5 separate regions of the Mus musculus genome follow, and all the other regions are linked to region 2. The links are chromatin contacts, called in public HiChIP or PLAC-seq and Micro-C maps. All regions are on one chromosome and are shown on one strand. The core of a region is the stretch at or near the end of the contact, and the rest is flanking DNA. Distances in the headings are between cores, read along the strand shown. Region 1 holds the start of Tcf7l2 (transcription factor 7 like 2, T cell specific, HMG box). Region 2 holds the start of Shoc2 (Shoc2, leucine rich repeat scaffold protein). Region 3 has its middle 120 kb from the start of Gpam. Region 4 has its middle 140 kb from the start of Gpam. Region 5 holds the start of 4930552P12Rik (RIKEN cDNA 4930552P12 gene).

Region 1 (2,700 bases), core at 161-2,660, 1.8 Mb after region 2:
TCTCAGGATCGTTGTTTTCCGTTGTCTTCTTTCTGAGGCCTTAGCCTGTAGAACAGTTTTGTTGAAACCCCAAATTCTCTAAATATTACACAGTAAATTGGTTACTTTTGGAAATCTACAACAGATGAGCTTATTAAAGGGGAGGGTGGGTTAATTTAATACGTGGTGGACCTCAGGATAACATCACACCTAATGGCAGTTGCCAGTCCCCACTGACTCATTCTTTCTGATTTCTTTTTTCTTTGCTTCCTCTTGCCCGTTGGACGTCCCAGTCCACTTCTCATTGGTTATCTGCAAGGGAAAGGCTCTTCTGAGTCTACCAGACAGAAACACGGTTTGGGGATCCACCTTTCTCCTTTAACATAATTTTCTCCACCACCTCATAGCAAATCGGTTTGCCCTCACTGGAGCCTAATAACCAACAAACACCCATCTCAACTCCCAGGCTGCCCACCTCTTCCCAAGGGCTTCTGGGCCAGCTTTGGTGACTTTCTCCTGTCAGGGCCCTCAGCATCTAGAGCCTTAGGGCATTTCATCTCAGTCCCCTTTGGAGAAAAACTCCAGCTCTACTCATCCCCAGGGCTTGGTGAACTTTCACTTTTATTTTTCCCTGCAGCTGTTAACGCCCAAACATTTCACCTCCAAAGGACTTGGATCCTACATCACTTCCTACTTCCAACGTCAGTTAAAAAAATAAAAAAAAAACCTTTACATTTTCCTTAAGGATATTTTTAATACCCCAGACAATTTGTTTTCTTGGATAAAACGCCTTCTTGGCATATTTAACCTAGTGGGACTTTACATTGAATGACATGATTCACTGTCATTAAACAAGCCAAGGGAGGGGAGCCTTACCCTCCCTGTAGATGGCCCAGCCTCTCTGCTTCCCCTGGTTCTCTCAGAGCAAGAGAGGTAAGCCTTCTTTTGGACCAGTCGTGTCTTTTCCCGCCCCAGTGCGGCCGACTTCATCGGGGACTTAACCACTGAGCACCCCGTCCTTGTGTCCCATAGTCCTCCCCTCCTGGACCCCATCTTCAGGACTTCTTGGCTAACACTTTTTCTGGGCCTCTCCCCATCCCCGCCCCCCAAGTGGGCTTTCCTTCCGCCTTCCCCGGCTCAGATTCCGGACTGGGTTGCCACCCCCTTCCCCTCCTCTCCCGGTCCGCATTGTCTTTCGGAACCCGCCCCCTCCAGGAGCGAGGCCCGCACCGTCCGGGCGCCCGGCTCGCACGCTGAGCACAGGCCGCACCCCGCGCGCCTCCCGCGGCCCCGGCCCGCCCCGCTCCCTCTCCCGGCGCCCAAAGGATCATTGTTGGCCGCCCCCGCCCCGCCCACCCCGGCTGTTTATTTATGCACACGTCACCGGGGAGGCCCCGCCCCCTGGCATCTCATTAAGGCGAGTGTGTTCCTCTCGCCCTGTCAATAATCTCCGCTCCCAGACTACTCCGTTCCTCCGGATTTCGATCCCCCTTTTTCTATCTGTCAATCAGCGCCGCCTTTGAACTGAAAAGCTCAGTCTAACTTCAACTCACTCAAATCCGAGCGGCACGAGATCCTTCGGTGTCTTCGGCTTCCCCCCCCTTTGCTCTTATATCTGACTTCTTCTTGTTGTTGTTGTTGTTTTTTTTACCCCCTTTTTTATTTATTATTATTTTTTTTTTTTGCACATTGATCGGATCCTTGGGAACGAGAGAAAAAAAGAAACCCAAACTCACGCGTGCAGAAGATCTCCCCCCTTCCCCTCCCCTCCTCCCTCTTTTCCCCTCCCCAGGAGAGAAAGACCCCAAAGCAGGAAAAAAAAAAGTTAACCTTGGACTCGTCTTTTTCTTGCAGTATTTTTTTGGGGGGGACTCGCAAAACTTTTTTTTTTTTTTTTTTTTTTTTTTTGCTTTTTTTCCTCCTTCATTTTTCTTCCAAAATTGCTGCTGCTGGTGGGTGAAAAATGCCGCAGCTGAACGGCGGTGGAGGAGATGACCTAGGCGCTAACGACGAGCTGATCTCCTTCAAAGACGAAGGCGAGCAGGAGGAGAAGAACTCGGAAAACTCCTCGGCGGAAAGGGATTTAGCCGATGTCAAGTCCTCGCTGGTCAATGAATCAGAGACGAATCAAAACAGCTCCTCCGATTCCGAGGTAGGAAGAGCCCCTCGGGCTGGCGGGTGGCTCCAGCCGGTTCCAGGGCCGGGAGAGCGGGGCTGGAAGGCGAGCGAGGCGAGGCGGGTCGGGCTTGCGGGCGGCGCGGACGGTGGCCCGGGCTGCTGGCTGCGAAAACTTGTAACCGTGTTTTTCTGCACCCCTTTCTCCGCCGACCCTCCCTTCCCGCACCCCCTCGGCGCGGCTATCGCCCCTCGCCCTCCCCACCTCGCCCCTCCGGGAAGGCGGAAAGACGGCCTCCGCCTCGCTCCGAAAGTTTCCGAGATAAATCCCGGGAAAGTTTGGAAGAAGGTGAGTGCGCCCCGCGCGCCCCCAAAACCGCGCGGTTGCGTTCCCCCTCCCCGGGGTCGGCCTGGCGGGTGCCCTCGCCCCACTCCCCACCCACCCTACCCGAGTTCCCGCGCCGGCCGGGCCCCGGGGACGCGCGCGGGCCCTCGGGGGGACACTTGCTAAAAAGTTTCTCCCGCTCTCTCCCGCGCCGCGCGGCCGCCGCCGTCCCCTCCGCCGCCCCGCCATGTTAGCGGCCAAGAGGCAAGATGGAGGGCTCT
Region 2 (2,700 bases), core at 123-2,622:
AATCCAATCTGTAGTTATCAGAACGATTGACTTCTTGACTCCAAACGTCCACAGAAGGAACTACATGAGACAATGTCTTGGAGACACATAAAGCATTTTAAATATTTTTAAAATGTCCTTTAAAAGGATATTCACAATCGTAAACACCCAGGACTAACTACTTCAATATACCCTAACCCAGACTTCTAGTTGAAGCTTACATAGAGCTCAGAAAGGGGAGGCAGGACAGAAAGGGAAGAAAAATCAAAGATGAAAGGGAAGGTTTTGCTTTGCGGGTTGGCTCAGGGAAGTCATCTTTTTCTTTGATAGCTGGGGTGGAAACCGGTTTCTTTGGTTCCCAAAATTTGGAGTTTCTAAAGGCCAGGGAGTGAAAGTACTGTACTCGACAGGAACTCGAGGAGGCGTGCACCGTGCCCCACTGTGCAGACCTAGGGACTGCGGGCCTGGCCTCGCCCGGCGGCCGATCCGGCTGCCTCGCCCTACAGGGAACCTCAGAGGGGCGGAGGGAAGGCTGGCCACCGCCCCACCAGCCGGAAAGGAAACCCTCTGCCAGCGGAAGCGGCCCGGGGCCTCCGCTTAGTCTTCTCCCAGCTCCCTCCCTGCGGTTCATCCGGCCTGGCCGGCCCTGCTGTAGGGCGTCAGGGACACTTACCTCACTCGTCAGCTCTGGGAGAGGAGGCACCCCCTGGGGCGCAGGCGGGGTCCGGCTACTCCCACCTCCTGGCCATGACCCTACTAGGAAGTGCAAGCGCAACTTCCGGTGCGAGGGAGTTTTGAAGCCCTAAACTGTAGTTCTAGGTAAGCGATCAGGGGCTCCGTAAAGGGTCTGGCAAGCAAACCGGCAGTTCCCGATCGCGAATTAACTCGCCCAGTGTGGACTGTGTGTGTGCACATCCTCCGTAAGTATACTTACAGGTGCATCCCTTTCCAGACCGCTCTGCTGTTGCCTGGGGTAACGGGGAACCAAAAGCAGGAAAAACGTACGTCAAACGGGTGACAGGAAACGCCTCCTGCCATCATCAATTATGGCTGCCTGGGCTTCAACCGTAACTTCCGACTGGGAGTCGTTTCTCTACCCGGCTGGAGGCTTTTCTCTGTGGCGGAGCTAGCCAGCGGCGCCCAGTGGGCGGGAGACCGCGCACTGCCGCGGAGGAAAGGAAAAGGGCGGGGACAGGGAAGCTGGCGCCAAGGTTTCCCTCTGATTGGGTGACTGCTTTTGCTCTGGCTCCGCCCATCCCTCCTCCCTAGCGAATGCCCAGGCTCGCTCAAGGGGGCTGGGGCGGGGCGATTGGAGCCAGAGTGTGTGGAGGGGCGGGGCGAGTGGGGGAGGGGCGGGGGGGCGGTGGCAGGGGAGCGTCGCTCGGGGAGCGGAGGACGAGGAGGAGGAAGGAGGTGAGCAGGGATGGTGGAGTCCGGGCTCCGGACGGCAGCCTGGGGCGGGAGCGGCACAGGAGCGCCCGTGGGCCGGTTCTCTGCTTTCCTGCCTGTCGGGGGGCCCGGCCGGCCGTCGGTAAGGGGAGGCCCACACGTCCTGACAGGCGCGAGCCGCCGGAGCCGGGGCGAGGCCTGAGGGGTCGGGGCCCTGGGAGGCGCCGCGGCCGCTTTCCGGGGTGCCACGGCCCGGGGCGCCGGAGCCTCGGAGCCGCTGCCCGCGCGGGGCCGGCGGGCGGGACACGGGGAGCGGCAGGCTGCCCCCTGACAGCGCCGGGCCGGGCCTACTGCGGAGCGGGCGGCCGGGACAGCGCCGGGGCGCGGGCGCGGGCCCGGGGCGGCGAGTCAGTCGCGCTCCGGCTGCTCCGGTCTCTCGGCGCCTCCCGGCCGGGACTGCGGGGCTGCCCGGGTCGCGAGGACGCTTGGCGCCGGGCGGGCGGGCGGGCGGGAGGGCGGGCGCGGCCGTAGGGCTGTGGGGTGGGGTCTCTGCGCCTCCACCCCAAAGTCCTCGGCGCTGAGCGGTCTCCTCCTCGCAGACCCTGCGGGACGAGTGGTGGGTTCGGCGTTGGGTGTGTTGCCGAGTGAAAGGAGTTGTGGCCGCAGAGACCGCCCTGCTAAACACGCCTGGTGGCAATCTCCGTGTCGGCTTTGAGGGCTGGAGGAAAAGTAGTGTAACTCCCCGCCCCCAGCTCGGAACGCAGGAGGCTGCAGGGCAAAAAGATTTTCCCCCTAGCCCCTCGGTATCCATTGTTTTGTACCATCCCCTCCCCCATGCCTAGGTAGAAGAATAAGGACTCCAAAGCAGTAATTCGCCCGCCTCTCTCTCTCTCTCCCTCTCCCCTCGCTCCCCCGTCCCTCTCCGCAGAGGTTTGTGTTAACAGTGCAAGTGGGGGGTTTACAAACAGGTGGAATTGCTTGTCTATTTGGGAATCGGAAAGAAGATGCTTTTGGGGTGTGTTTTTTTTTTTTTTTTTTTTTTTTTCATCTCATCTCACCTTTACATTTGGGAGATTCGATTTTCTTCCCATTGGTTTGTATCATTATGAAGGTGATGAAAATAAAAGAGGAAACCCTGTTTTGCGACCTATCCCCACAAGTATTTTTGAGGACTCAAGGGAAGTAAAAAATCAGCTTGCAAATGTGGACTGTGTGGTACATTGGTCTGCAGCAGGATGGTTAATCTGGGAGCTTACACCGGTGTAATCGCGTACACTCTTTGTGGATGTCAGAAGTTCTAGCATCTACCCGGAAGGATTGCCGAATCAAAAA
Region 3 (2,700 bases), core at 69-2,568, 1.0 Mb after region 2:
TTGGAGACCAGAGCTCAGGTGATTGCAGACAAGAAATCAGACCTCACTGACCACAGTAAATAAAATATGCAACTCATAGCTGAGATCAGATTCAGGGAGCAAGGAAAGCAATAAAGCTGCAAAAAAAGCATTTCCTTGGGCCCCTTTCCATTTATTTGTTTGTTTTGTCCTATTTTGATGTGTTAGTTTGGGTTTTGTCTAATGTTATTTTGTTATTAGCTATTAGAAACCTGTTTGTTTTCTAATGAGAGACAGAAATGGGTGGATCAAGATGGGAGGAGGATGCAGGAAGTAGGAGAAATAGAGGAAAAGGAACCCTAACTGGGATATATTATATGAGAAAAGGATTTATTTTCAATAAAGGAAAATAAAACATATCACACACACTAACACACACACATGCCACATATGTGCATACATGCATACATTGCATATATCACAACATATACACACATATACCATACACGTGCACATACACACATACATACTCATATAACACACACATACCACATGTATACACAGCACACATACACACACACAAATATACCACATGAAAATACACCACACACCCACACATATACATATATATACATATGCACTCAAACACATGCACAGACATACCATGTACACATATCCACACATGCAAATGCTTATTGCACATAACCACCACATGTACATACTCACACACACATGCACACACATATAGCCCACCACACACAACATTACACACATCCCACTCACAGAGACACTCACATACACACAAACACACCACATGCACACAGCCAACTTGTCAGATACATAGGACAAGTCACCTAAAGAGAAGATATTTAAGCAGAAGCCTAAACACTGAGAATGAGCTAGCAAGAAAACTAAGGCAGAAATAATAGTTCATGCTAAGGCCCTGGGGTAGAAGATCACCTGTGCTACTGCTCAGCCACCAAGCAGAAGGCAGGAAGAGTGGAGCTTGGTAAGAAAGCAGGGACAAGCAGCCACACTGGGCTGAAACTACACTGTACAGACAAGACCTCAGGCTGCACAGGCATCAACTAAGACCCTAAAATGCTGCAACTTGAAGCAGCTGGTTTGGAAAAAAATCCATATATTAATAAAAAAAAAAAGCTAACTTACTTCCCAAACAATGGCTCACTGCATTCCCCCTCTGTAAGGCTATTAAATATTTCATCTGCTTCTTCTGTCTCAATTTTTTTTCATCTCTTCTATTTTACCTTCCAAACCTTCCACAGGAAAGAAACGTACACTCAATGTTTTTCTTAGAATGATTCACTCTTCCCATCTAGGTGACTCACACTTATACTATTCAGGGTGTTTAAGTGCCTCATTATTTGAACGCAGGGTTCAGAGAATTCTAGAACACACACAAGCTGTTATATTCTTCTTACTGACCTTGGCATAGGGACCTTCACCCCTCAAGTTTACAGCTCTTTTATGGAGCAGTTGAAGTTTCTCAGCCGTTGGCATTAGCCAGTGATACAGCCCTCAACCTGGAGTCTGAAGCCCTCGGTGCTGAGAATCTGTGTGTGTGTCTCTTTGTCTCTCTATCTGTGTGTGTCTCTGTCATCTCTCTGTCTCTCTTTCTAACTCTCTCTCTCTCTCTCTTTCTGTTTCTATTTCTGATAATCTCTAAATCTTTCTCTGTCTCTCTTATCCTTCTCCTCCTCTCCTCCTCCTCCTCCTCCTCCTCCTCCTCCTCCTCATTCTCTTCCTCTACTTCCCTCCCTGAACCCCTGCCTCTCTTTCTGTGGCTCTCTATCTCTCCATGTGTCTCTGTCTCTGTCTGTCTCTGTCTCCCTTTGTCTTTCTGCCTCTCTGTCTCTTTCTGCCTCTCTGTCTCTCTCTGCTTCTCTATCTTTCTGTCTGTCTCCTGCCTCTCTGTCTCTGTCTCTCCCTTCCCTCCTCTCTCTCTTCCCTGATCTTCCTCCTGCTCTGTCCACCCTTGAATAGTTTAGCATCATCTTCACCTGTCCAACAGCCACTTAAATTGTATGTCCCCTCACACAGCTCAACCACAACTTGGCATTGCCTTCTATTCTTTCTACCAGGACTGCTTACACAATACTCATCAAGTTGGTTGTAGATTCATTGACACACTACTGCCTTCTGTATCTATAGCTTCATTCACTATACTACCATCTCAGAACATGCTGATCTCTGAAAGGAGGCAAGAAAAGACCACTTGAGAGAAGACTTTGGGGGGGGGGGGTCTCATGCTACAGCTGGAGAGAAGGAAGAACTGGGAAATGCCTCTGTCAACTGTTAAGACCTGGGCAGTTATTTGTTTAAAAAAACAATCAAAATCATTTGTTTGGACCAGTCATAACCTATTAGCACCAACCACAACCATCTAGAGTTAATCCAGGTTTATGATAGCAAAAACTGTGTCAAAGGGACCCCAGCTGGGTCAAACCTTCAGCATCCATGGCAGTAGGCTGAAATCTTTGCTCTCAAGAACTTCTAAGTTGTCTTGAGGCATCCATAGGATATTTAAAGCAGATAGCACTGCTCATCGTCAGGGTAGCTTAGCTGGGTGCTAAACTTATATAGCACTTTTAATCAAGGTATTCAAGACAACTATGGAGAATCTGAGGACTGCCAATTAGGGAGTCAAATTACCCCATTCCCAACATCTTTGTAAACATACAGGAAAATGAACATCAGGAATACTTACAAATTTACATTTGA
Region 4 (2,700 bases), core at 133-2,632, 1.0 Mb after region 2:
ATATTGACTTTCAACTTGATATGCTCTAGGTCACTTGGAGGACAGATCTCTGGCCACACCCATGGGATCGGGTTATCTGATACAGGACGAATGACCCTAATTTCTGGACTGAATATAAAGAAGAAAGGTAACATGGCATGAACAAGCACTGACCTCTGCTACTGCAGCATGGCCATCTGCCACCTACCTCTATCCCCTACCTTCCCTGACACAGTTTGACTGTGTCCCTTGGAACTGTAAGCCAAAGGAAAGCCTTCCTCTCATGTGTTGCTCTTGTCAGGAGTGTTAGAGAGAAGAGGAGACTGCAGGCATCTAGGACCCAGGTTCTGACTGAGCCTAAACTGAGCTCCTTGTCTGATCATTTTTATGGTATGATTCCTTGAATTGTTTTAAATGGCCGTCCAAAGAGGCCCAAGGGTCAAATCTGGCTACCGCCTATTTATGGGAATAAAGTTTTATTGAGACACAGACGCAAACACATTTGTCAGTTTATGAATTGCCTGTGGCTGTTCTCACACTGTGAAGGATGACTTGAGTCACCATGTCAGAGACCATATGGCTCTAAAGGCTGAAAATATTCATTCGGCTGAGCATGCTTGTCAACCTTAAGCTGAGCGCTCCAGGGCTATCCCAACCGATTTCTTCTTTTTGCCTCAGGTAGCTGATTGACAGGAGTTGGTTTCTATCACTGGCTGGTTGGTCATTCTGAATTTGATATCTGAAATATGGAACTTGGCACTGAATACTTTGAACTTCAGATCACAGAGTGGCCTCAGAAGAAAGGTCTCTTGGGCATGTCCCTGCCCTTTCATCTCTTTCTTTCACTCCAAAACTAGTTTAAAAAAAAAAATTAACAAGAATTCCTCTTCCCCAAGGTTGGTCATATATACCAGCCCTTTTTCCCCAGCAGCAAATCATAAAATGGAAAAAGAAGAGGAGGAAGAGGAGGAGGGAGGAGGAGGAGGAAGAAGAGGAAGAGGAAGAGGGAGGAGGAGGAAGCTTCGAACTTCCTCTCCCTTCTCTGAAGACCCTAATTACAGAGGAGTTCTGCTCTATGCCTGGGAGGTAATAAGGCCACACAGAGTTCAAGAAGAGTCTGCAGACACTGCCTTGCCAGGGTTGGCACCTCTAGTCTGTTACTATAACATCAAGCCCTTTGGTTCAAACCCATCTCCACATGGCTGCCCATTCTTCATCAAACGGAAGTGTAAAAGCAGTTTCCCTGGGCCCCTGACCCTCCATTTAGGAAGGCTCTGGTGGCATGCTAGACCCTGATTAGATGAATTATTCTTTTCTTTGCAAACCTATCATTACGTACAGGGGTGCAAAGAGTGACTCACGGTGAGTGGAAGCAAGAGTCATATTTTCCTATTGCTACATCAGCAAGAGTCATGACTAGCTGTCTTCAGCTTTTGCTCGGGCTCAGTTCACCAAGTCACAGCTGCGTCAGTCCAGCCCTTTGCTCCTGTCTGCATCTGTCATTTCTGCTGGTCATGTCCTTTGATGCAGAAACTGTGCCATTTTCTGCCATGCCTTTCAGGAGGAGGTATATACTGGCTCCCCCTTTTGCTTCTCTTCTCCCCTTACGTTTTTCACTAGGGCAAAGGTATTCCTTGCTTAGTTTTGTTTTGTTTTGTTTTGCATCTTCTGATGTTTGGTGCAAAGCAGATACTCAATAAACACACATTATATCACACTAAATCTTTCCTTCAACTGTCTGCACTCAAATCTCTTTGTGGGAGAAGAAGCTACTTTTAAAAGTAGAGTTTAGTGTTGCTTCACAGAAGAAGACCACCTTCTAAGCCAAGTGTTCAGATCCATCAAGAAATAAAATGAATCTTCAATCCCTGAATATTTTCTGTATTGTTCACCTAAAGCAGCTGTTTTGAAACTATAGTCTCTGGGCAGCACCAACAGGTCACCCAGAACTTGCTAAATACAAGTGTCACTCCAGACTCTACTCTGTAGAACTTTTGAGTAGAGCCCTTAGTCCTTTTATGAAAAGCACCCACTGATTCAAACATTTGAAGCCCTAAAACCAAACAAGGGCCTAGCAAGCGTCTTCATAAAAGTAGATGCTAAAGATTCAGACTGTAGGCCATGAAAATCAAGATCTCTAGTGTTCACAGATTGAGAGAGAACAGAGGTTCCCATAAAATGTTCAATGATATTCAAATCATACTATGTACTGGATATGGTGGTAGATATCTCAAATTCCAGCACTTGGGAGGCAGAGGCAGGCAGATCTCTGTGAGTTCAAGGCCAACCTGTTCTAGCTAGTAAGGCCATTCCAATCTACATAGTAAAGTAGTTTAAGAGTCCATCTCAAACATGTATGTAATTCGTAAAAATAGTATAATTCTTGTTAACACATCTTTACTAAAAGGAAGAATGGAGAACTTTTTCATAATATTTTGATCAACTAAGGGTTAAGGTCAATGATACTCACATAAATGTGAGTTTCTCTAGTTCTCAGATTTATATACTGAAGCCCAATTTCATTTTAATATACTTGTGGGTATGGCCTTCAAAAGAGTAATAAGGACACAAGAACCCATGATGGGATTGGTATCCTTATAAAAAGATAAAAAGGGGAGGCCAAGAGGTGACTCACGGAGTAAAGACAACTCTGCCAACCCTGACCATCTGCGTTTGAGCCCTGGGACCCCCAAGGAGGAAGGAGAGAACTGACTCCTGCAA
Region 5 (2,700 bases), core at 147-2,646, 1.8 Mb after region 2:
TGGGTGGCTAAACCACAGATCAGACTCAAGGCAGCTGAGAGAAAGCAACTCTGGAGAGAGGACATAGCCCTTTCCACCAGCCCTGTCCTTCGGCAAGTGCACCCTTCCTTAGTCTGAGAGGAGAAACCCCTAACAGTTAGTTCTGCATTCAGTGTTAAACGACTGGGAGGCGGAAAACTGAAGGGAACATAACTCTGGTTAGGACAGGAGAGAGGAGAGCCATTTCTGGTAAATAATTAACAATACAACATGTTTCCCTTAAAAAAAAAAAGTACCCAGAAGAACTTTCAACTTCTCTAATTTGGAAAGTCAAAAGTTTAACTGGGCGCCAGGAAGCTGTTGGCCAAACCCTGCTTCTTGCCCAGTCATCCTGGCAGCGTGGGAGCTGTGACCACCTCCCTCTTGGTAAGATCTGGAGTGTAGGTGGCAACAGCCGATGACATCTGGCTTCTCTGGGGTGTCCCAGGAAGAGGGTGGGACCCTCAAATCTCATCCTGGGTGTCAAAGATCCCTCTGCTAAGTGTTCCGGAACTAAGTGTGTTCTCAGATTCATGGCAAATCAAGTCACGGAGACAAATTAGGACCTGCAACATTCGTTTTAGAACTCAGTCCACTTGGGGTCTCCATTCTGATTTGTAACCTCGCCCAAGTTGCTTTCCCAGCCCTGGGCAGTTTACTTCATTATTGACCTGAGGCAAACTGCCTTCACAGAGCTGTTGCCTGACAGTGCTTGTTGTGGGGGTGGGGTGGCACGTGATGCCTGCCTGTGCGCCACGTTCTTCTGACCCCCGTTTTTGAAATACAGCCCCGAGTTTGACTGGAGCACATTCCCCATGGAATGACTGACTTACTGTCCGCACTGCCTTCCCTACTACAGTAGTGGAATTGCTCAGTGGCGATCCCAAGGCCTGCAAAGCCTAAAATAAGTAAGTATTGCTCATGACGTTGCGGTCCTCTTAGATCAGTAAAGATACAGCCGCGTGTAGATGAGGTGCTAGTTTGAGCATCTCATCCTGCCCTCGCCCTTGGTCTTTGGAAGGATGCTGCTTGCTTACTGATGTCCTCCGATGCTCACAGCTCCCGTCTCCACCCAGCGTCTAACGTCCAGAGACTTCAGGTCCAGCCTTCCCTTTGCTGTTGACAACACCGCAGCTGAGGAGGATGGAGTTGTTCGCTGTTGTTAAGACAGACTAGGTGGGCCCTGACTTTGGTGGCTACCAAATTTTCTGACAGATGTCAACCTGAGGTTCAGGAAGAAGAAACCAGAGGAACAGGTGGAAGCAAAAGAAGCCCAAAGGCAGACCCATGGCCTTGACTCACCACATAGGTCTTGGAGCCAGCCTATGGATGAGGAAAGAAGGCAGTGAGCCAGGTCTCTTCCCTGGACCGAAGTCAATAAGGCTGTGCAACAGCTTTTCTCTTCCCCAGACTTTAGACAATGAGGTGTGCAGCAGCTTTTGTCTTCCCCAGACTTCAGTCAATAAAGTGTGCAGCAGCGTTTGTCTTCCCCAGACTTCAGTCAATGAGGTGTGCAGCAGCTTTTGTCTTCCCCAGACTTCAGTCAACGAGGTTATACAGGGGACAAAGCATCAGGAAAGACTAAGAGAAACTCAAAGCCTTCTTGGAAGCAGCACTAAGTGTACCGACTCAGTAAAACTTCCCAAAGACAAAGAAAGTGGTTACATTTGGCAAATAGACAGAACCCTTCCCGTTAACTCATGCTGGCTAATAGTGTCCTTTCCTTCACCCAGTTTTTTGCCTTCTTGTTAAGGAGGCAAGAGTTCACTCAACCCACACAGCCACTCTGGAATCAAAGGTGTCCTTTCAAAGTTGTCTCACAAAGAATTGGGGATAAAAGTCTTTGTTCTTGGGTCCAGGTCGCTGGAGTATCCCAGAAGCCCTCCACTCCTGGTGGCCGGCCACCTATCTTCCCTCCCTCCTGCACGTGGCCCCATGTGCTTTCCAACAGCAGGATTCAATGTGCAAAGCAGCTATAGGAACGTGAACGGGAGTCTGGCCAGTCCTGATCACTGGTACCTCCACTTGCCCTCTCTGGTGGCATTCCTGCCTCAGATCCTCTCTTCCTGGCATTTATCCATCAACTTCAAGATCGCAAAGTCCAAACACCAGTCCCATGACACAGTCAGAAGTACCAATCTAGTTTCAGTTCCTGGCACCCACAATGAATGGTCCACAACTGCGTATAAAGTTTCAGAAGATCTGACATCCTGTGCCGACCTCTGAGAGCATCTTCACGGGTGTACACACAAATGAAGATGTGCACACACAGTGTACATGTACATAAAATTTTTTAAAATATTTCTTAAAAAAGAAAGCCGACTCTCTGGACACTATACACTGCTTTTGGTAGCATGGACGGACAGGGAATTATGTAATGGTTTTGAATGCACTGATGCTGGGTTTCCAATGGCCAGGGGCCTATGGAGTTAACCCTTTTCTCAATACTTCATATTGAGAAATGTTCTCTCTCTCTCTCTCTACCATACACACACACACACACACACACACACACACACACACACACACCTATGGATTGAACCCATGACTTTACTCATGGTATGCAAAGACTCCACTTGTACCTTAAATATAAATGGACTTTTTCATAGGATCTATGATATCTGGTAGTCAATGAGACACACTTTATAGAATTTTCTGGCATCTTTGGTATGCTCCATAATT

The links. HiChIP or PLAC-seq counts read pairs in DNA pulled down with a chosen protein or histone mark. A called contact is a pair of places that touch in the nucleus more often than the background predicts.
Region 1: a contact with region 2 is called in a Micro-C map of embryonic stem cells, with 5 times the contacts expected there. The contact joins the promoter of Tcf7l2 here to the promoter of Shoc2 in region 2. A contact is called at or near these places in 1 of 39 promoter capture datasets (embryonic stem cells), 1 of 484 Hi-C or Micro-C datasets (embryonic stem cells) and 1 of 115 datasets of contacts at active chromatin or transcription factors (astrocytes).
Region 3: a contact with region 2 is called in a FOXA1 HiChIP or PLAC-seq map of pancreatic cancer cells. The contact joins the enhancer-like site here to the promoter of Shoc2 in region 2. A contact is called at or near these places in 5 of 39 promoter capture datasets (the 3T3-L1 cell line, 3T3-L1-derived adipocytes, the C10 cell line and 1 more), 1 of 15 datasets of contacts at CTCF or cohesin (the NIH/3T3 cell line) and 2 of 115 datasets of contacts at active chromatin or transcription factors (large pre-B cells and pancreatic cancer cells).
Region 4: a contact with region 2 is called in a CTCF HiChIP or PLAC-seq map of the NIH/3T3 cell line, with 7 read pairs. The contact joins the enhancer-like site here to the promoter of Shoc2 in region 2. A contact is called at or near these places in 5 of 39 promoter capture datasets (the 3T3-L1 cell line, 3T3-L1-derived adipocytes, frontonasal cranial neural crest and 1 more) and 1 of 15 datasets of contacts at CTCF or cohesin (the NIH/3T3 cell line).
Region 5: a contact with region 2 is called in an HNF4G HiChIP or PLAC-seq map of pancreatic cancer cells. The contact joins the promoter of 4930552P12Rik here to the promoter of Shoc2 in region 2. A contact is called at or near these places in 1 of 39 promoter capture datasets (embryonic stem cells) and 1 of 115 datasets of contacts at active chromatin or transcription factors (pancreatic cancer cells).

Annotation. Positions count from the first base shown.
Region 1 is chr19:55,740,400-55,743,099 of GRCm38.p6, forward strand. It overlaps Tcf7l2 (transcription factor 7 like 2, T cell specific, HMG box), which reads left to right and starts at 1,411. Exons shown (of 15, transcript NM_001331146.1): 1 at 1,411-2,131; 2 at 2,377-2,443; 3 at 2,674-2,700. The coding sequence starts at 1,943. It overlaps Gm31734 (predicted gene, 31734), which reads right to left. Exons shown (of 3, transcript NR_168128.1): 2 at 1,810-2,193; 3 at 1-291.
Region 2 is chr19:53,943,504-53,946,203 of GRCm38.p6, forward strand. It overlaps Shoc2 (Shoc2, leucine rich repeat scaffold protein), which reads left to right and starts at 1,373. Exons shown (of 9, transcript NM_019658.6): 1 at 1,373-1,510. Bbip1 (BBSome interacting protein 1) reads right to left here and starts at 1,124. Exons shown (of 4, transcript NM_001195338.1): 1 at 653-1,124; 2 at 1-76.
Region 3 is chr19:54,981,648-54,984,347 of GRCm38.p6, forward strand. No RefSeq gene overlaps it. Among named protein-coding and RNA genes, the nearest start is that of Gpam, 120 kb to the right of the region's middle. Within about 2 kb of position 1,319, at least 38 of the 459 cell types and tissues checked have an H3K27ac peak or open chromatin away from gene starts, as enhancers often do. A contact at or near this core is called in the NIH/3T3 cell line and pancreatic cancer cells, where this site is marked.
Region 4 is chr19:54,957,154-54,959,853 of GRCm38.p6, forward strand. No RefSeq gene overlaps it. Among named protein-coding and RNA genes, the nearest start is that of Gpam, 140 kb to the right of the region's middle. Within about 2 kb of position 1,383, at least 22 of the 459 cell types and tissues checked have an H3K27ac peak or open chromatin away from gene starts, as enhancers often do. A contact at or near this core is called in the NIH/3T3 cell line, where this site is marked.
Region 5 is chr19:55,700,808-55,703,507 of GRCm38.p6, forward strand. 4930552P12Rik (RIKEN cDNA 4930552P12 gene) reads right to left here and starts at 1,397. Exons shown (of 4, transcript NR_045318.1): 1 at 1,321-1,397. It overlaps Gm41871 (a long non-coding RNA gene), which reads left to right and starts at 336. Exons shown (of 3, transcript XR_877940.2): 1 at 336-405; 2 at 806-926; 3 at 1,078-1,820.